Linked DNA regions of Zea mays: all the other regions are linked to region 2. The links are chromatin contacts, called in public Hi-C maps. All regions are on one chromosome and are shown on one strand. The core of a region is the stretch at or near the end of the contact, and the rest is flanking DNA. Distances in the headings are between cores, read along the strand shown.

Evidence for each region. Hi-C and Micro-C count contacts between places; a contact is called where the count stands out from the background.
Region 1: a Hi-C map of leaf shows a contact between it and region 2, with 3 times the contacts expected there. The contact joins the promoter of LOC103643901 here to the promoter of LOC100280709 in region 2. A contact is called at or near these places in 8 of 25 Hi-C or Micro-C datasets (bundle sheath, ear, endosperm and 3 more).
Region 3: a Hi-C map of ear shows a contact between it and region 2, with 2.8 times the contacts expected there. The contact joins the enhancer-like site here to the promoter of LOC100280709 in region 2. A contact is called at or near these places in 7 of 25 Hi-C or Micro-C datasets (ear, leaf and tassel).

Annotation. Positions count from the first base shown.
Region 1 is chr1:274,546,233-274,549,381 of Zm-B73-REFERENCE-NAM-5.0, reverse strand. LOC103643901 (threonine dehydratase 1 biosynthetic, chloroplastic) reads right to left here and starts at 1,379. Exons shown (of 9, transcript XM_008667072.3): 1 at 804-1,379. The coding sequence starts at 1,238.
Region 2 is chr1:274,675,248-274,678,134 of Zm-B73-REFERENCE-NAM-5.0, reverse strand. It overlaps LOC100280709 (dynamin-related protein 1C), which reads right to left and starts at 1,556. Exons shown (of 16, transcript NM_001153628.2): 1 at 1,191-1,556; 2 at 1,015-1,078; 3 at 828-932. The coding sequence starts at 1,328.
Region 3 is chr1:274,502,708-274,505,757 of Zm-B73-REFERENCE-NAM-5.0, reverse strand. No RefSeq gene overlaps it. Among protein-coding and RNA genes, the nearest start is that of LOC103643900, 9.3 kb to the right of the region's middle. Within about 2 kb of position 1,372, at least 14 of the 20 cell types and tissues checked have an H3K27ac peak or open chromatin away from gene starts, as enhancers often do. A contact at or near this core is called in ear and tassel, where this site is marked.

The DNA of each region.
Region 1 (3,149 bases), core at 130-2,629, 130 kb after region 2:
TTAGAAGTGGAATTGTAGTTTCCCATGAATTTGGAGTTTAGCACATATAGACACTAAATACAGTCAAACAAAATTAAATTAGGAACTTTATTATTATGTATAAAAAGCGTATTATATTTGATACGGGTATAAGTGTTCCTTCTTCTCGAAAGAACATGCAAATAACGTCCCTTCATTATGGTTTTTGCTGTAGCTAGTAACACAGGGAAAAAAACAAGTATAGCAGACCAGGTACAAATTATCAAGACCCTCAATCATACTGCAGTTCACAAGCCTAGCGTGTTGAGCTTTGAGATTCTAAAGAAACTAAAGCTACTATAGACTTATGGAATCAAGTTTTCAGACTGTAAGCTACCAAAAAAAACAGCCACCTCGAGGTTTCAGTACTCCTAGTATCAGCGATAATAAATAACGAGTCAAAAGTGCAAAATATCATGCAACGTCTATCCTCCTCGAAGAAAGCGTGACAACAACCTATCAAAGCCAAGGTGGAGAATTAAAGGGAATGTCTGAGTACCTATCCCCGTGATTCTGCGAGTCCAAGCATCCTGTTGAAACCCGGTGAACAACACGACAGTACCAAGGTAAACCCCCAAATTCCCAAGATATGACACTGAACAAGGTCATTGGCGAGTGCAAATCTATCCCACTAACACAAGTAGAAGCTGAAACATCGAGACCCCAGCATCTCCAAGAAATGGTGCTGTTTTTTTTTGGAATAAAAGTACGCAAATATCCAGGTCCATAACCAAGAAAAGGTGACGGCGTAAGGAAACGATTGGCTGCGCAACGTTGTCGATTACCGGCTGCAGGTCCTCGCGCTTGATCCAGAGGTTGACCCCAAGGCGATCGGAGAGCTTGGTGGCGAGCTGCAGCGGCGACTCGATTGCCACATCGTACACCTTGGACGACAGCACGCTGGTGAGGTACTCCATCGCACCGGGGCCTCCTCCTTCCCCCACGGCGTCCCCGAACCCTTCCCCATCCGCCGCGCCCGCGCCGCGCTCCCGGAAGCCCGCCACGAGGCACCCGCTGTCCCGCTGCAGCGACTCCGGCACCACCCGCAACATCGGCGTCGGCGGCGGCGCCGGGACGGCCGTGAGCCCCGTCTCAGCGGCCGTCGTCGCCGCGGCGGCGGCGGGGGCTACGCAGGAGGGCCTGCGCGCGTCGTGGCGGAGGGAGGCCGCGGGGAAGGAGGCTGAGTGCGAGGCGGCGGTGGCGGTGGAGGCGGCCGCCATGGTGGTGCTGGTGGCTGGTGCCCTCGTCGAATTCCTCTGATTTGTTTTCCTCTCGTTATGCGTCCGGAGTCCGGTAAAGCCTAATGCGTCGTCACAACAAGTCACAACTCACAAGCGCGGGATGATATTATATATCTGTGTGATGTGGCGGGTGCGCGGGGCAGAGCAGGACCTTTGGACGCTTGGACCTTGGTCGCGGGCCTCGCGTGCCTGTGGGGGCGGCGGGGCGGGCGGGCGGGCGTGAGGGGTGCAGTGGAGTCCGGGGCCCGCGCGGGATCAGGACGTCAGGATCCCCGTATCCGTCCGCAAATTCACGCGCGCCCTCCTCTTCCTTAGCTTTCCTACCGTCGTTTTCCGCGCCTGGGCCGGGCATGCTTAACACGAGCCCGACGAGACCGGCCCGTCGGCGGCTCCGCGAGTACGAACGGGCTTCGCTGGAAGTCAGAGGCCGTGCCGGCCGCCGGTGAGCGTTCGACAGTTCAGCGACAACTTTTGGAGGGCGCTATCCTCGTTGGGAACACGTCACACGTGCCATACCATCGAATATAACTTGACGAGTCTCGAAACTCTGTGTTCTGGGTTCGAGATCAACATTGCCAAATCCGGGTGCGTGCGACGAAAATCGGGGAATACGTGTGTCAAATCAGACGCATCTACAATTTATAAAGATAAAACACTCTAGAAGCAAGCGAACAGGCGTCTGATATATTCTTATCGGTGATTAGATTTGGTCTAAGAGCATCTAAAGTTTTCAAAAACCTGCCTCCACCCGATATTTTTTAGATGGAAAAAACTATTCCTTACTAACTTTCTACTTTAACTCCTTTTTGTTTTAAGAAAATCACTCAATCGTGTAAATATATACACACATGTATCGATCCAACTATTGACGCCGATCCGGGCGTCAATCACTGCGTTAAGTACTGGCGGTGGTGCTCTCTACGGAAGCGCGGACAGTCCGTGGCCAGGGGCCGGACGGTCCACGACCTGGTGCAGAGGCTAGTTCCCTGTCTGACGGGCTGGACGGTCCGCGCGTGCGTAGGGGCGGCGGAGTTCACCGACAATGCCCGGATCTCGCTCTCGAGAGGGACCTCGTCGGGGAGGAAAGATTCTAGGCCTTGTCTAGGGTCGGCAGGTTATCCTAGACACCTCTAATCGATGTAGAGCCGAAGAGAAACGGAGAATTTGGGGTTGAGGAAGGCTAATCTAGGGCTAAACTAGAACACTCCTAATGCCTAAGGTAAAAATGAGATGTAAACTGATTATTGATTCGATTGTTGATGATTCAATCGGCAGTAGCCCTCCATATATATAGAGGGGGAGGTCTGGACCCGTTACACGCGATCTCCCGAGCTAATTCCGCGGATCTAGCTAACCAATCCCGCAAGAAACTTGGAACCCTAACTGATCCTGTGCGCGCACGGACCATCCGCGCCACCAGTGCGAACCATCCGCCCTGCCAGTTTTGGTGCCCAACATATGCCCCATGCCTTTTGGAGGAGCTGAGCGAACCAAAAGCAACTAACTCGATGTGATCACATCGGTTTTCTTAAGCATCTTGCCACATACTAGAATGGTACTGCTTGAGAAAACTCTCGTTTAATGCCTTGGGCAAGTCTTTGCCTTGCAGTGTTTGCAACAAAGTGTTACCGGACATCACATGCGTGACCTTGTAAGGGCCTTCCTAGCTTGGCGACCACTTCCCAAACTTCTGGTCTTTGCTCCTTAGAGGCAAGACGGTCTTCCATACCAGGTCCCCTACCTGGAACGATTTAGCCTTGACCCTCTTGTTGTAAGCTTTAGCGACCATGATCTTGTCCCTTTCTATTTCTCCTAAGGTTGTCACTCTCTTGTCGGTCACTTCATCAATATTATCCATCATTGAATTATAATAATCACCGACAGTTAGAT
Region 2 (2,887 bases), core at 307-2,806:
CTAGCCGTTTTTGACCGTTTGGAGTCCAAAAAAATTGCAAAAAATCACAAATTTCATCCCCAATCCCTCTATATATACCCCTACCCGGGTGGAGCTCATTCCACACACCATTCCATCTCATTTTTCTCTTCCAAACTCCCCTTTCTTCACACAATGTCGGGTTGGTCCCCAGATTTGAACACCTTCACGGATCTCTTGCAGTCCGATGGGTCACCTACAACCCTTCCGTTAGATGAGTCTTCTTCACTACATCGTCGCTCCGATGTTTCAGCCTCACTCTCCCGTGCACTATTTTAATTATTATGTACTTTGTAATTTTTAATTCAATAAAAAATATTATGTTGTGTGTTTTCTGAGCGTTGAAATAAATCCGCGTGAATTACTTAATTCTGAAATAGAAAAGCTGACGTGGCTATAGCCTGAGGCTGTAGCCTGCTGCAGCCTGTGCACTGGAGCAGCAGGGGCGAGAGTGGAGGCGAGAGCTGACGTGGCAGGGGCAAGAGGGAGGCTGTGCATGTAGTCTGAGAGCTGACGTGGCAGGGGTGAGAGGAGGATAGTGCACTGGAACCAGCCTTACTGGAAGCATGTAATAGTAAATGGCATCATACATTAATACCATAACTCATACATCACTAAGTCATTTAGTACATAATATCATCCAATCTCTGGAAAGACGGATGACGCACAATGTTCCATCTGTACCTGTTTTATTTAAGTCTAACTATGAGCTTCCCAACAAGCAGACAGTGATCTTAGTACACTACCCTAACAGAAGTGAAGACAACGAGTAAATTGCTGAGATGAATAATGCAAAACGATCGTCTTACCAAAGTCGGTGAAACGCTTCCGCGGGGCGTGGAGGAACTCAGCATACTCGTGCCCACCATCTGTCTTGTGGAGCTGCAGCACTAAAGGCCGCCTCGTGACAATGCCTAATCAAGAACAAATTGGATCCTTAAGCACCCGAGCGGACCCAAATCGAACGGCACGAGCGTGATTTAGCGGCAGCATTACCAGATCCACGGGGCAGGAAGTCCCTCCCCACTATGCTCTCGAGCACCGACGACTTCCCGGAACTCTGGAGGCATCAGAAGAGAAAACGCAACCAAACGTTAGCGGTTAGCGCGCTGGCCAGATCTGGGACCTGGCTCCTGAGCACGGAGGATCTGGAGGTGGTGGGCGGTGTGTACCTGCCCACCAACGACAGCGACGGAGGGGAGTGCCTCCCAGAGGGAGCCCTCGCCGCCGCCGCCGCCGTGGTCGCCGAGGACGGTGCACGCGCGCTGGATACGGTTCACCAGCCCGATCAGGCTCTCCATGGTCGCCATCCCGGGCGAGGCCGCACGCGATGGTTCGCCCGCGGCTGTGTCAGGCTGCGGTGCTCGTCGACGGCTAGACGCGGGAGGCGGCGGGATCTACGAGTGGGAAACAGAGGAGATAATTGCAGCAACAGAATTTAAAAGCGAGCTTGTAGTTTTGCTTGCGAGGTACCGACCGCTCGGGGTCGGAAGGATGGGTTGCCTGGACGCGGCGTTCGAGCGCTGGTGCTGTTGCCTGTTGAGCCGAATCTGTGCGGGTAGTTACAAAAGGAAAACAAATCAGTGAGAGACTTCGTTTGAAGGACTCCGAGGTGGGGCCAGCCATCCGGGTAGTATGGATATTTTCCTTTGAACGGGTATTTAATAAATTGGTATCAAAGGTACTGATGTATGGCGAATCGAGTCTTCGCACGTTGGATTCATCGACGCATCACGAGCACTTCGCCAGGTTGCACCGTCGTCAAGTCATCATGAACCCCGACACACAAATCATCCTCGACGAGATCGTACGTCGCTTCACCGATAACGACCCCAAGTGGGATCGACGTCTCGCTGCACAAGACAAGGCGATCTCAACACTCGTGGGGGCATAAGAAGGGTTCGTGGTGGCGCAGGAAGGACGTATCAGCGCCTTAGAGAAGACCACGGGCCTGTTCGAAGATTGGCGCAAGAACCTGGAGGGAGTCGTCGACGATTTGCGATTGGAAGTCGGAAATGTTTCCAAGCACTGGGAGCGCGCGCTGATGGACAAGCTGTCATCCATGCCAGGCGTCCTCGCGCCTGCTCCATCAGCTGCCGAGAGTCCACCGGCTAGATCCACAGCCGCTTCGCCCTGTGGGCACCACTTCTAATCAGGGAACCGGGAGATGGGACTTGGGTCGGTAACGACTATTCTCTCTTCCCCGGACAAGGTTATGTTCACCTCTATGAATCCACCCTTGTTTACTTCTCCTCCAGTTGTACATCAGACGTCTGTTCAGTTTCCGAGCACTGATCCAATGCTCATGGGGGGCTAAGTGGTGAAGTTCGTGGTCGCTTATCTAAACTGATTTTTCCTGTGTTTAACGGCGAGAATCCAAAACTGTGGATCTATCGCAGTCAGGATTATTTCGATATGTATTCAGTTGAGCCTCAGCTTTGGGTGCGGGTAGCGTACATGAATTTTGTAGGGGTGGCGGCGCGTTGGTTATCATCTCTAGAAGTTGTCAACACTGCATGTTATGCATCAAACATATTATTTCCTCACCGGCTACTTGAGAAGACTCCCTATGAACCGTTGAATGGGAAAAAGCCAGATGTCTCCTTCTTCCGGATGCTTGGATGCAAATGCTATATCTACAAGAAACGCCATCACCTAGAGAAGTTTCAAAGACGTTGTGACATTGGTTTCTTACTTGGTTATTCATCAAAATCCAAAGCATATTGAGTATTAAATCATGGAACTGGCGTGTTGGAAGAAACATATGATGTGGAATTTGATGAGACTAATGGCTCCCAAGGAGAACTTGAAAATTTTGATGATGTAGGTGATGAACCACTTAGGGAAGCCATGAAGAATATGCCAATTG
Region 3 (3,050 bases), core at 123-2,622, 170 kb after region 2:
AGTTATAAAACAGTTTTTGGATATACCATGAAACATAGGATGTGATGTGAGCGAATCAATACGGAATTTGTCGCTTCTACATAACGGGAGAGATCTCTATAGCCCTCAATATGGTCAGATTAATAAAGTTCATAACCATGACAATATGATTAAATAGTTAATCATGACATGACTAAAGATTTAGTCACAAGTTGTAATTTACTAGAAGATCGGGTGAAATGTTGAGCTATTACAAGGGTGGCTAATGGATCGTACACTTAAGGGGTAAGAACAGTCACATAGATGATTGACTCTTGTACACATGAGAGATTGTTGAATATATGTCGAAGAGGCAATCATGATCTAAAAGAATACTAATGAGCCTTTAGATTAGTAGATTAGCAGGAGTTTATATATACAAAAGGGTTGACATGCTAGAGAGGGCCATCGTTGGCACCTCTCTCTATAAGGTTGCGGGCACCCAAGACACCACCGTTGTTTCTCTTGTTGCATGTGTGATGCGAGCACACTCACGTCACAACATTTTATTTCTGCACATGTGGATACCGTAAAGACACTGTTGTTGTTGTTGTTACAGTGTCAATCAACAACTAGCTTGACGAACACGGACGAATGTGTTGTTGCTGTTACATGAGGGCGTATGTCGACGCGCTCTTCTTTCGATGTGTCGTGCATCATATAGTAATGATTCATGACCCTCTACTCATACAGTATTTTTTTGGTTGAACATGATAAATATGCTAGTGCATAGCGTATATATTTCGCTACCTTTTGTCCATACCTGATAGCGTGATGCTGTTCTGTACGCTGAGGAATAAAAAATTCAGCATCAATCATCACAATCCTTGCAATGCAAAAACAAAAAAGGAAAACATTAGCGTGGATTCCATTGGTGATGATATTTTTAAGCCGAACAACAGACAACAGTGTGAATATGAGGTAATCAGTATAATGCCGACGGCAAGCATAATATATTGGCTCTTGTCCCATGCATGAGGCGTCGCGAGCAGGTGGTATATAAATCACATATGAATATATGGTAGGAAGCGTGCAGCAAGTGAAGATTTGAACTCATGGAATCTTCGTAACATGTTTAATAAGAAAACAAGCGGGACCTTCTCATCTCACCCATAGACCTCTTCAGACGAAGCATCCAAATTGCACGACACAGTGTAAGGCAAGTTGCGAGAGATACAGAGACAAGTCAGCCTCATTGTTGCACGAAAAGATTGAAGAGCACGTCCAGTCTGGCAAATCAGTACAGGGCCTCAAAAGCTCTCTACCCTGATTCTGGGGCTGTTCACGCCGAGCTGGAGGAGCAGAAAGCAAGAACCTTTCTGGCCTGGTTTCGGACGCGCAACGGCCAACGCCCGAGGCGTGCACGTGAAAACGGGTCCCCGTGAAAACAGAACACGACACACATCCCACGCTCAACACAGCAGAGGAGGACCACATTGCGGCTCCAGGTCTTATAATTCAATCTGGGTGCGACAAACTCGGCCCAAAGCACGAGCCTTTTACGACATTTGAACCGTTTTGAAACAGGGAGGTGTTTTGTTTGTACAGTGATAAACTAAACCAGAATATCAGGTCCAGTGGGTCGTCTACCCACTCTATCCTACCCACAGGTAAACAAACACAGAAACATAGCACCACTGGCACGAGGTATTATTTCTGTTCTCCAACCCTGAAAAGGTGCACAAAATCAAAAGCACAGCTGACAGGTGTAAGGTGTTACCTCTTGGAGTGCTCAAAGGCCTAAACACTACATGATTTTGTACAAAACTGCCTGGCTGTATTAGGCGGCTAGGCGTATTTCACTGCAGTCCAGACTCTAAACATATATCTTAATATAAATTGTTAATTGAAGAATCTTTTTCTTAAAAAACGATGATCAGTAGTAGTTACATGATTCCTTCAGAATGCACGATATAGTATGAGGCCAAAAATATCAGCCCCGCCCCAAAAGTCCGCTGCTGGGTCCATCTCCATCCATAATCTCAATAAATTCTACAACTAAAACCTGCCATAAATTTCATGCTAGAGATCCTCCTAATCTAGATCACTGCAAAAGCACAGACTGTTCAATCCTAACATCTTCATATGGACCAAAACTAAGCTTCACATAAAGTACACAATGTCCATAAACTAAGCTTTGCAGTAAATAGTATATGTATGCTTATTGTGAACAGACAACTGGTGTCACGCATGGACCAAAATATTCTAAACATTTTTTTTTGCCAAGCTCCTTATGTCAGTAACAGTAAACTTCATATAATGGTATAGCAATTCAGTATTCTAGGCATGGCAAATTATCATGTTATAGATACCAAACGTTCATATACTGAAACAGAGTCGTCATGAGCAACAATGGCACTGATCCGAGAGAACAAGTGCACCTTAACTGAAAAAGTAATGCTAAAAGTATCACCAGGAACCCCCTGTCCCAAATCAACCAACCACAACCAACCAACCAGAAAGATGTAGCAGAGGAAGGGGAGCCGATGGCATCGTCATTAGAAGAGGCATACATGATAGATACAGAGAGATGAATGGAGGATGAACGACAAAGGACAAAGCGAAGTGCTCGACTTCTCATCCAAGAAGAGGCGTAGATGATATATAGTTTGATGCACTCTAATACATTTAGTATTAATGCTTTGACATGTATGATATGCATTTTGCTTTACATACTTATGATTGTGTTTAATTCATGTGCATATGTATAGTGATATGGATTGTGTTTTAATTTCATATTTAATAACATGCCACAAATTATTGTTTACGACTCTTCACTTGATATCTGTTCAAAAAGAACTTAACTTGTCATGTACATGAGCTAAAACTTAATTCTACATGGTACATGACTATATATTTTTGTTATATGGACTTACTCCAACATCTTATGTTTTAACTCCAAAAGTTCATACAAACAAAGTCCCTTAAAAACCTTACTCCTTTCACATTACTTAAGATAATATTGTCATCAAACACCAAAAAGAGGGAGATTGAAACCATCTAGACCCTCAATGGTTTTAGTGATTAATGGC